Linked DNA regions of Anas platyrhynchos: region 1 is linked to region 2. Evidence: chromatin contacts called from public Hi-C data. All regions are on one chromosome and are shown on one strand. Each heading gives the region's core, a stretch centred on a gene start, on an enhancer-like site or on the middle of the called end of the contact. The rest is flanking DNA. Distances are from core to core; before and after follow the strand shown. Region 1 holds the start of RPN2 (ribophorin II). Region 2 overlaps LPIN3 (lipin 3).

Region 1 (5,624 bases), core at 2,797-5,296, 62 kb before region 2:
TCCTCCCAAGTCATCCAGGCGAGCAACAAGATCCTGACAGAAAGAATAAATTCTATTTAGGTTGCATTTTAGTAGATCCAAGGAAGGTAACTCTATAAGTTGACCTCTAGTCAGGAGAATTGGTACAGGATTCACTGGATTATTTTCTACATCATTTAGAAATAAGAAAAAAAAAATACCTTCAGCCTTTCCTGGATTTAACGAGATTTACATCAGTGGACTTTGTGTCACAGTCCACTGTGAAACAGTTGAACTCCATGAGAAATACCTGCTTGAAGGGAAGAGCCAAGCCAACCCACCTGATGCAGACAAGGAATTTGCCAGATTGCTTTTTCATTGCGTTTCCTATTAACACATCTTTTAGTATCACAGACATCTAGCAAATAATCCTGAATAATTAGAGACCATAGCATGTTCCTACCTCTATCTCTTCAACAATGGCACTTAAATCTGCCTGCTGGGACAAGTAAGATGCTGTTTCTAAAGCCTGGATGGTTCTGAAACAACAACAAAAAAACAGGTGTATGAATTTTGTTCCTTAAAAGCCAAACATCCTTCAAAGCAATTACAGTTTCTATTCCAAATGAGGCGTAAGGCAGCCACTACTGCATTTAGTTAACTCTAGGCAATGAATCTGAAGGTATTTAGTGGAAACTTAGAATTCATTAGAGAAGACTACTTTAGTTGTATCTGCTTTGCAAGAAACTCAGATTTGAATGCGGAATAGAAACCAAACTTTTATCTCTGCATTGCACAGATCCCCAGACATGCTACTGATGCTTCTAGTAATCTGGATTTTTTTTTTTGCCTAGAAAACAAGCCTTTAAAAGTTTCCCTTTCTTTCTTAGCTTTAAAGAAAAGCTCTATTCTTTCCTTTCACAGTAAAAATTACTTAACCAATTCTTTGGTGATTAGTGCCAGGATCCCTTCTGCTTACTGGCACATTTTTTCCACCTCATAGCACACACATCCCAGCCCATAAACAAAAGGTCTGAGGACGAGCATCCAGCATACCACAAGCTGGAATGATGCAGAACCACGGCTGGATTTTAAGTCAAAGATTTGTTGTGAATCTTTTTAAAAGAGGCTTCTTTGGCACGCATCCTCTTTATTGACCATTATTCTTGAACTACACTGAACACACAAGCTCATTTGCTAAAATCACAGAGAACGGCTCAAACATTTTCCACATTCTCCCAGAGAGATGATAATGAACTAACAAATATTCCAAATGAAAACACAGCACAATCTACCAGAACTACATTGCAAAACCTAAAGTGTTAAAAGAACCTTTACTCTACAACCCAAACGCTAGCAGATAAGTGTGCAACAGTGAAACATTTCTGTCTAAAAGACTTACGCCAGCACGCTTTCTTCTTTGCTAAGACGAGCAGTAAGGGCACTAAGTGCTTCCTGAGAAGCTAAAGGAAGGCCAAAGCCACTCAGGGCCCCGACAGCATGGAAGATCTGGGTGATCGAGGAGTCCTCACTGACAGCTGCAAGCAGCAGCTCCCTGGTCTCATTTGAGATGGTAACCTGAGGAAGAGCACAAAGAAAACACTGATTCACACCGAAGAACATAGCTTCCTAGTCACTGCTGACTTGTTTCTGGAGCAGCACGCGTGACTGGTGAACCGTAAGCTATAGCTGGGAAAAAGCATTTATCATTCATTACCTTTCAGTTCAATTAAGTCCCTAAGATTTGCTGTCAACTCTCAGATAGTCAGGATAATCCACAATTCAGATTTATCCTGGAAGCCTGCTAGTAATACTACCTGCTTTTCATCTGATACCCACAACTTAGCAAGCATGGACTGTACGTGCATTGTTGCAGTGTTCACTGCCGGGCTTTCAACCACACGGTGTGCTGTCTGTCCAGAGAATGCATGATTGATGCTGCTTTGTGGATTTATTAAAACGCACTGGCTCCATTTTTTCTTAGCCACTGATGTTTCAATCAAGAAAGCACCGAAACATCCAAACCTCTGTCATCTCCCATACCTACAGGCTGGCTCTGCCCCACACAATGCTCTGCATTCACATCGTGACTGAACATGAGGGGTACATGGGGAAGGAAGGGAGTGGAAGGAGACTACCTTCACAACCACGGGTCTTCTGACAATCAGCTCTGTGAAGATCTACTTGTTTGAAGGAAAATACGTGACTGTTCAGAGAATTTATTTGTTGTGCGTAGGCTGAAAGAGCCAGCACCATCACGGAGAAGGACAGAAGATAACTGAACTTGGTGGGTAAAGGGGAAACAGCTGGGGTAGGAAACGATAAGCTGCTGGATACCGTGTGTGAAATATAGCAGAGGATCATTTTAAGAGGGTATTTACTTGTTCTATTTCAATCATTTGGTATCAGGTATGTACAAGAAAACTCTGCTAGATCCCCACATCGTTCAGGACAGAGAGGGGATATCACGTGTCTAAGATGCAGCACAGTAGCATGGTTTTAAACAATTTTTAGACATTATTAGATGTAACAAAAAAGGCTTTTTACAACTGTGCCTAGACCTGTCATTTACTGATGAGATGCTGTTCAAACCAGAAAGTTAACAAAGAAGAGAACTGGAAGTTTCTACTCTTCAAAAAAAAAAATAATCAGAAGGTGGCTGAGGAGCCAGTATTGGATCAGGTACTCAGAGTTGTGGTGAAGAAAATACTTGCTTTATACCTGTTCACTTTGCCTTGTCTGGGAGTACGCCCAGACGCTTTGTAAGCTATTTACCTAAGACACAACAGAATACCACGTACTAAGAGAAAGTAAAATAGAAATTATGCTTATACATGTATCAAGGTAAATGTTGACTTCGCAGCATCTGTCTTCAGAGGTTAGGGCCCCAAACTCACCTCGCAACCAGACAGGACGCGGATGGATTGTGCAGCATAGAACAGGGAGTCGACGCTGCTGGAGTCTACGTGAGATTTGATGAAATTACATGCAGCCTGCAAGGAAAGAGAAGCTAAATTATGCAACAACCTTGACTTTAATGATTGACTTGATTTAAATGATACTCTAAGACAATTTCAGTATAAAAACGCACATCAGCATATATTTAAAAAGGCAAAAGAAATCCAAATAATATTATGATGTAGCAGAACCTACAGCCCCAGACCCTACATTACTAAATGGTGCACAGTAACAAAGACGGTTCCTGTTCAAAGCGATCAGTGATTCTCACACTGACTCTACTGCAACCAGCTCAAATTTGAGTATGACATTCATCAACATCCAAGGCCCACGTGTATATTTCGTAGGCAAAATCTTCCAGAGACAAGAATCTTGCTTCCCAGCTGTACGTCACAAACACACACACACATTTATGGATGCAGAATATCAAAGTGTAAGATAAGCCAGGTAAGCAGCTAAACTATGAAGGTGAGTGATGAGATTACTCACTGACAAGTAGCCAGCGTACTACTGACTGCCTATATGATACGTGCATCATCCACATGTCCTTCTGACCAGAAAATAACCAAGAATTTAACTGCTGGTACATAAATCACTGGTCTTTGCGCATGGGAAGAACAGGCCTTTCAAGTAAGACAGGATTTTAATGCTTTAAACCAAACTTTTAATGCTTTAAACTAACGATATACGTTCAATTGTTATGCCTAGCTGTTATTTTTTATTACCTCTACCTTTTAACCAGCCTCAGCTCAGGCAGGGCAGGGCAGGGCAGGGCAGGGCAGGGCAGCGCTGCCCGGCAGCAGCCTCCCCACGTCCCCACAGCCCCGAGGCGCCCCCTCCTTGCCCCGCCGCGCTTCGTGCCTCGCCCCCCGGCCCCCGCCCCCCGCTCACCTTCTCGTCCTCCAGCCGCAGCCCCAGGCTGCTCAGCCCCACCACGGTGTGGTAGGCGGCCCGCACATCGCCGAAGGGCCGCTCCAGCGCGGCGCGCAGCCGGGCCAGGTCTCGGGCCGTGAGGCGGTGGCTGGGGGCCAGGCCGCGGGCGGCGCCGAGCAGCAGCAGCAGCAGCAGCAGGGCCCGCGCCCCGCACGGCGCCGCCATCTTGTGGCCCTCCTCCGGCGCCGCCGCGCCGCTTCCGGCTCGGAGCGTACCACCCATGCTGATCGCGGGGGGGGAGGGAGGATGGGGATTGCTGCCGCGGAGCTCTGCCTGCATCAGAGAGAGCGAACGGGGACGCTGTGGGGGTGGAAAAGGGAGCGGAGACGGCCGGGGTGGGTGGGGGGTGGGAGGCGGAGAGGGGGAGGGGAGGAAATGGTATAGGCAGAGGTGCCCCCCCCTGCGGAGCGCAGTGGTACGGGCCGCCTGGCGGCCGGCGGGGATGTGGGCCCCGCTGATTGGCCGAGCCGCCCGCGGCCCCTGCACCGCCACGGCGCCTTAAAGGGGACGCGGCGGCAAAGCCACACGACATGTCGTGATATGTCGCGACATGCCGCGTCGCGCCGTGCCACCCGAGGCCCTGCCTTTATAAGGAGGGGCTTGTAAAAAAAAAAAAAAGACGAAGTGCCCCTTTTCCCAACCACACGATGACAGGATGGGGGGGGGGGGGGGTATTTTAAGCTAAAAAAGGGGAGATTTGGGTCAGAGGCGAGGAGCAAATCCCCCAGGCGGGCTGCCCGGAGGGGTGCTGAGGCCGGGGCCGGGCTGCCCTCCTGCTGGGCCCGGGATTTGGGGCCGGGGCTGGGCCGCCTCCTGCAGAGGGCACTGGGGGGTCGTGCTGGGAGCCCCCCGGGAGCCCCCGGGCACCGCAGGGGGGTCCCTGGGGGTGGGGTCCCCTGGGGGTGGGGTCCCTCCCAAGCACCCCATAACGCCCCGTGGTGCCTCCACAGCTTCACGGGGAGAGATATAAGGAGAACCGTGCTGCCTCGCGGTGTCTGATTCTTCGATATTTTGGCCCAGAAAGGCCTTGTGTTCTGCACAAAACCCTGGGTTTGCGTCACCTCACAGCTTGCACTCGACAAGCGACACGTTTCGGCCAGCTGCGGTGCCGCTCCCCATCCCGCTGCCCTTCCTGGGCAGGTTTTGTCCAGGATCGGGGCGAAGCCAAGCAGAAGGACTTAAAATTCCCCAAGAAATGGCGTTTGTCTCCTGGTCAAGCCCAATGTGGGCTCGAGTCCACATCGGATGCTCACAAAATCCCCGTGGGGGCTGAAAACCCAGGGGTTGAAATCCCCAGGGGGCCGAAACCCCCCTGTGCACCTGCCCGGCCTGAAGGGGAGGCTGGAGACCCGCAGCTGAGCTCCTCTGCTGTGGCTGCTGGAAGGGGAAATATTTTATGGGATGGGAGAGGAGCTAAAGGCCACTGGTGCAATTAAGCGCCTTAAATGTGGATTTGATTTCGATGTAATGGGATGGTTATTGCATATAAAAGAAGTGCCAGATGGTTGTTAAAACCACATTTACTGAGTTCTAACAGCATCTGACCCGTGTCCCTTCAAGAGCTGCAATCCCCCGTTACAAAACCAGTCGCGAGCCCTCGCCCCAGGCAGATCCTTACTGGGACCAGCCTGGTCCATACTGGCCAGTGCCCGGGGAGGGGGTTCCACAGTTGTGCTTTTCTGATGGTGACGCAGGCGGAGAAATGGGGAGGTGTGGAACAAACCTGAACGTTTGGCGCTGCCAGGATCCCCTCCTGGGGCTTGGGTGGGCAAGGG
Region 2 (5,674 bases), core at 1,047-3,546:
GGAGGTGCTGCAGAGCCGCCTCGTCACGCTGGAGAGCACCTGTTCCTCGGGCTGCACCTCTGCCTCCAGAGACGTGGAGACCTTCCGGACGGAGATCGAGGACTGCCAGAACAGGAACCAGGACCTGCTCCTCCGGATGGACAGCAACTACGACCTCCTGCGCAAGCTGAACGCCACCATCCTGGAGATCCAGCGGCGAATCGAGGAGGAGGCGGCGGGGGCTCTGCAAGGAGAGATCACCTTGCTGAAGATCAACCTGAACACCGTCAGCAAGTCCCTGACGGGGCTCAAGGACTCCGTCTCACAGTACTCAGACACCATGACGCACATCAACTCCTCGCTGGACGAGCACGAGCGCAAGATCGAGGACGAGGTTCACTCCATCCAAGAGAAAGTCAACGACCAAGGCTCGCAGCTCTTCTTCAGCAACCGCCGAGTCCTGAACCTCAAGGGAGACCTGGAGCGACTCAAAGCCCGGATCGTCAGCGACCTGAGCTCCTGCAGGAGCGTGGCCCAGGACCTGCAGCAGGAGGTGGCACACTTTGACGAGCGGGTGGCGCGGGTGGAGAGGGTCTGCGGCAGGCTGGGCGCCGTCACGGGGAGCCTGGACGGAATCAGGGACGGACTGGAGAAACACACGGGCAGCCTGTGGGACTACATGGACCGTATGAACGGGACCCTGGCTGCCCACTCTCAGGAAATAACAGGACTGAAGGACAACCTGCTCGACTGCCAAGCCAAGGTCTCGGAGCTGGCGGAGCAGGTCGGCCACCTGGAAGAGCAGGCGGAGAGGGAGCAGCATTAGCTGTGCCGAAACGTGCTCCTTGCTCCATTAACTTATATCACACGGACTCCAAGGTGACAACAGGCCTTCGGATATTTTTTTAATGAAAAGATAAATTAAAAGCTGCTACGAACCCTTCTTCGCCACCCTCCTCCTCCTCCTTTATTTTTTTTTGTGCGCTCGCCTCCGCAGCTCGCAGCTGTGCCAGCCCTGCTGGAGCAGGGAGCTGCCTTCGGGGCCGGGGGTGTTGCTTTGGCTCTGGGGCTGATGACCCCAGAAGGACGATTCAGGAGGAAGCTGGAGGCGGGGACGTTTTTTAAATTTTATTTTTGTGGATTTGTCGCTTCTTGAAGAATAAAACCCTGTAGTTGTCAGTTGAGGAATAGAGCTACTCTGACCTAAAGACCACCTGCATCTTAATCCAGGGACTGAACAGAGCCAGGGCTCCTTGCAGGGAACAAAACTCACCACAGGAACTGTGGATTTCAAAGAAAACACGTACTCACACAGCCCCTGGGGAGCTGCACTCCCCTCTTCGAGATGGCAGCCCTCCTTGCATAAGGTAAATCCATTTATCCTGCTCCCTTCTTCACGCAAACGCACATGCCTTCCAGAGCACGTGAGGAGATGCATTAGGAAAACACATGTGGATATGGTACGTGTGTCTGTAGCTCTGAGCAATCCCCTGTCCCAGTGCTCAGCTGAGTGCAGAGCTTGCTCTTGCTGCCCCCTTTCCCTCGCTGTACTTTGAGGAACCACACGGAGCAGCCATCAACTGTCCCAGCAGCATTTGCACGAACCCAGGCGGTCCCTGGGGGCTGCTGTGGTTTGCAGTCCCCCTCCGCTTTGTTTACTTTGCTTTCTGGTTACACCTGGGACTGATGTGAAGGGTTATGGAAAACTTGTGTCTTTCCCAAAGACGTGTGTGCGTGTAGGTCTCAGAAGAGACAAAGCCAGGCTCGGAGCAGTCTCCTGCCTTCCAGCTCTGGTTCTCTCCTGTTTTACTGCTTAAACTGTGAACGTGGTTTCCCCCATCTCATCCCTGGGCAGGCGAGGTGCAGCTGCTCCAGGATGTGAGCATGAGGCCTCACCTGCTCTGCCTGGGTTTCCCCATCCAGGATCCTGCTTCCTCTTTGCAGTCCTCTGAGTCCCAAGAATGCTGAGGATCCAGGAACCCGTGCCACCATCAAGCTCCCAGCAGGGCATCTTGAGACGTCCTCTCCTGAGCTCAGCCCTGGGGAAAGGTTGAGCTGTGCTCCAGGCTCTGAGCAGGGCTGGAGGCGGTACGAAAAACCAAAGCAACTTACCCAGCTTCGCTCTGGCTTCCCACAAAGACTGGAGAATGTTGCTGTGTTCCTGAGCAGTGCCAGCCTTGTCCCATGAATCAGGTGCCCGTACTGCGTGGCTGTCTCACCAAAATCTGCCTTTCCCAGGGAGACCAGCATGGACAGCCTCCCCTGCTCAGCCATCAGGGGCTTTGTTATGAGAAAGGATGAAGAGGAAATTAAAGAGCCTCCTCCTGGCCAGTTCTGGCACTGTTATAGCAGAGGGATATGTTTTTCTACCAGCCCAGCACTGCAGCTGATGGGCATTTCCACACCAGTGCCCACCCCGTGCCAGGAGGTGCCATGGGAGCAGTGAGCACCATGCCCAGGCCTGGGCTGATCAGGACCATACTGAAGCTGGTGAACCACTTCTCCAGCTGAGGAGCAACCTCCAGCTGCTTTTGGGCATCCCCAAAAACCTGCTCTTAAACAGGAGACTGATTCCTTCCCCCGGCACAGGGGAGGGACCTCAAGCCAGCCCTTTGTGATGGTGCAGGGGAACCCTCACCATACCAGCACATCCTGCCCAAGCCCTCTTCCTCCTCCTCCTCACACACCAGGGACAAAAAAAGGGCTGTAGCAACCAAAGAGAAAACTGAACCCAGCCCCAGGCTCACCTCCTTCCAGGGGAGCTGGGCAGTCAGGGTTTGGTTAAAAAGCAGCTGAAGAGGAGCACAGAGGGAGCCAGGACTGGTGATAACAGAACTAGGACAAGGAAGAAGTCTGACCTTCCAGAACATGGTGCTATGTTTGGACTATTCCTGATTAGTCACTTGAAGATACAACTTTTATTTCAGTTCTCAGCTATCCCTGTTTAAAAGCAAAAGGAACTTTGTATAAAATAGGGCATTTTTTTTTTTACTTTGCTTGCAGAGAGGGAAGGAGATACTGCCCACGTGCTCGCTCTTGCCCTGGGCAGCTTTCCGAGGCAGTTGGTAACTGCTGCTGGTAAGAGGCTGTTTTTTTAAAAAAAAACTTGTACATTTGTTCAGATTTAAAAGCTGAAAGACTGTTTGTACTGGAAGAGAAAAAAATAAAGTTCTCGCTGAGGTTTCCAGTATCAAAATGACTTCTGTGGCTTCAGGGAAAGAAGTATAACACCAGGATTCTGTTAAGTTCAAACACTGAGGCTATTTAGAGAGGAAGAGAGGGCAGGCAGCCTAGCAGGAAGTGATTTACACTTGCACAGAGCAGGCAGAGAAGAAGCTAGATGCCAGAGCAGAGACAGGAGCCCAAGGCAGGCAGGAGCACGGCTGAAGTTCATGGAGGCCCTCCCACAGGATAATTCCAGCCAGGATCATGAAGAGACACCAAGTCTGGCTCCCACTCCTATGCATAAGGCTACAGTGATCAAGAGACAGCCTGGAGTTTATGGAAATAATTTATTAGTTATTGCTATTAGTGAAAAAGCACTCAAACATGCCAGCTTCCATCCACCTTTACAAGTTAAGCCACGCAACAGCTTCACTACACGGGCTACCAAGCTGCAGGTAGCAGTAGTTGTGCCAGAGGCTCATCAATAAGTGACCCAGTTCCACCTTTAAGAGACAGGTTTTAGAGATAACGAGCATTAAGACAGGCTCTGTAGGAAGTCCAGTTCAGTAAATGGAGTTTCTGGTGGTCAAAGTGCCCTTTGTCCCATCCTTTCTGCACCCTGAGAAGGGGTGCTCCTAGTGCACACCATGACCTGTTAGTAGCAGGTTTCAGACTCCTATTAGCAGTAAGAGTCCTTTGCAGCAACCACAGAGACGTCTGTAACATCCAGTCCTGGTCCGGGACTCACAGGTGAGAGGTCAGGAGAAGGCCTCCAAGTCCACAGCAGGCAGGGGAGGCCTCCAGTAGGCGAAGTGGCTGTACTCAGGGCACACCAGAGCGATACTCCCCCTCTGCCCCAGGGGAGGGAAGATCAGCTCCACCACCTCCGACAGCCGCTCGTACCTACAGGGGCAAATAACGGCAATAACGGGCAAAACAGCAGGGCTTGAAGCAGTCTTATGAAGACTGCTCCTGCTCTAAACCAGGGGGGTAGGGAAGGAAACAGCTCCCACAGGGTGGGGCCCAGAGGAGAGGGGAACAAGCAGGCCCCTTACGTTGACTTGTGGTTCTGCACGAGCCCCTGGACCAGCTCTCCCTTCGGGTTGACCATAAATATGCGGCTCTCGGGCAGGCCCACGTGCCTGTACGCGTACACATCCTGCCGAGGGGGGACAGCAAGGTGTGAGAGTGGCAGAAAGGAGCCACCACCAGCCCAGCCCCAGTCCCCAGACCCCCACTCACAGTGGCTCTGTTCCCAAAGGCCGCGTAGAAGGGCAGCTTCGTGGCAAACAGGTTTTGGATGTCTGTCAGGCAGGCAATCTTGAACACCTCCGGCTTCTTCTCGATCACCTCCCTGGAGCACAAGGCATGTGCACAGAGGAGAGGTCAGAGCAGCACCCGCAGGGCAGGACTGCGTGCAGCCAGGCCCTTTGGGGGCTCAAAGAAGGGACTGGAAAAGCAGAAGGGTTTCTGTGCATTGCGAGAGCCTCACCACAAAGCTCCAGGAGGACAGGCAGCTCCCCTGCTGCCTCCCATGAGCAGCACCCTACACCAAGGAGGGCACTTGAAGGCTGCAGCAGCACCCAGGGTTGAGATGGGTGTATGGGGGGGGAATGCCACCCCCAGGGGTGCAGCACAAGGAAAGAGAGAACAGGTACCTGTGGAAAGCAGAGAAGAGGCTGCTGGGGGCAAGCAGGATGGGGCCCTTGGGGAGGGCACAGCCTTGCTCGTTGACCCATTTGAGGTAGCCTTTGGTGACGTGTGCCATGCCGATGGCCCTGGCTGAGCAGTAGAGGAACTTGTAGCCATTCCTAAAGAGAGTACAGGGAAACCCTCTGAGCTGTGACCTAGGCACAGCACCCTCCTACCCCAAAGGATGGAGGGGGAGGCTGAGTACCTGCCATGAGCCCACACCCTGCTCACCCTGTCAGCACCCACGGTGCCTTCACAGCTCCCTCACCCAGAGGAGATGCAGGCTGAGACTGACCCCCAGGGCATGGGGAGCCGTGTGCCCCCTGCCCAGCAGCAGGGCCGCCAGCTGCAAGGTGCCTCTGCTGCCTGGTGCCCCACAGTTGCCTCCTGCCCTGCACAGAGCTCAGTCACCCTGGACCAGGCCAGCAGATGACAGCACCTTCACTGCATCCCCCCCCCAGGCTCAGCAAGGTGTGTGGGGAGCTGGTCACAGCCCCCTGCCAAGCCACCAGCTCAGGCAGGGATGGCACCGAGCTCCTGCAGGAGGGGAGATGGTAAGAGACAGCTGAGAGGTGGAGATGAGCTATCTGCAGGCTCACACTGCCTCTTAGTGGCCACAGAGGCCAGGTGGCAGAGACAGAGCTGGGACCCGCTGCCAGCTGAGCTGGGTGCACCAGGGCAGCATCGCACCCCCGGGCAGGTCTGGCCCCTTGGGGGACAGGGCAAGGGACAGCTGGGTGCCTGTAAAGGAGACCAGCACCCATCCAAGGGGCTGGAAGTGCTGGGCACAGCCTTGTGCTGCTGTTGTACGGAGACACAGAGGCACGGGGCTGTGTGT

Evidence for each region. Hi-C and Micro-C count contacts between places; a contact is called where the count stands out from the background.
Region 1: a Hi-C map of skeletal muscle shows a contact between it and region 2, with 1.9 times the contacts expected there. The contact joins the promoter of RPN2 here to the enhancer-like site in region 2. A contact is called at or near these places in 2 of 8 Hi-C or Micro-C datasets (skeletal muscle and subcutaneous adipose tissue).

What each region holds. Positions count from the first base shown.
Region 1 is chr21:8,580,134-8,585,757 of IASCAAS_PekinDuck_T2T, reverse strand. RPN2 (ribophorin II) reads right to left here and starts at 4,046. Exons shown (of 17, transcript XM_027442980.3): 1 at 3,808-4,046; 2 at 2,856-2,951; 3 at 1,361-1,536; 4 at 422-497; 5 at 1-33. The coding sequence starts at 4,014.
Region 2 is chr21:8,516,388-8,522,061 of IASCAAS_PekinDuck_T2T, reverse strand. LPIN3 (lipin 3) reads right to left here. Exons shown (of 20, transcript XM_072026582.1): 17 at 4,803-4,955; 18 at 4,387-4,498; 19 at 4,200-4,303; 20 at 3,473-4,047. The coding sequence ends at 3,903. It overlaps EMILIN3 (elastin microfibril interfacer 3), which reads left to right. Exons shown (of 4, transcript XM_038166403.2): 4 at 1-2,267. The coding sequence ends at 805. Among named protein-coding and RNA genes, the nearest start is that of EMILIN3, 8.1 kb to the left of the region's middle. Within about 2 kb of position 2,296, at least 4 of the 8 cell types and tissues checked have an H3K27ac peak or open chromatin away from gene starts, as enhancers often do.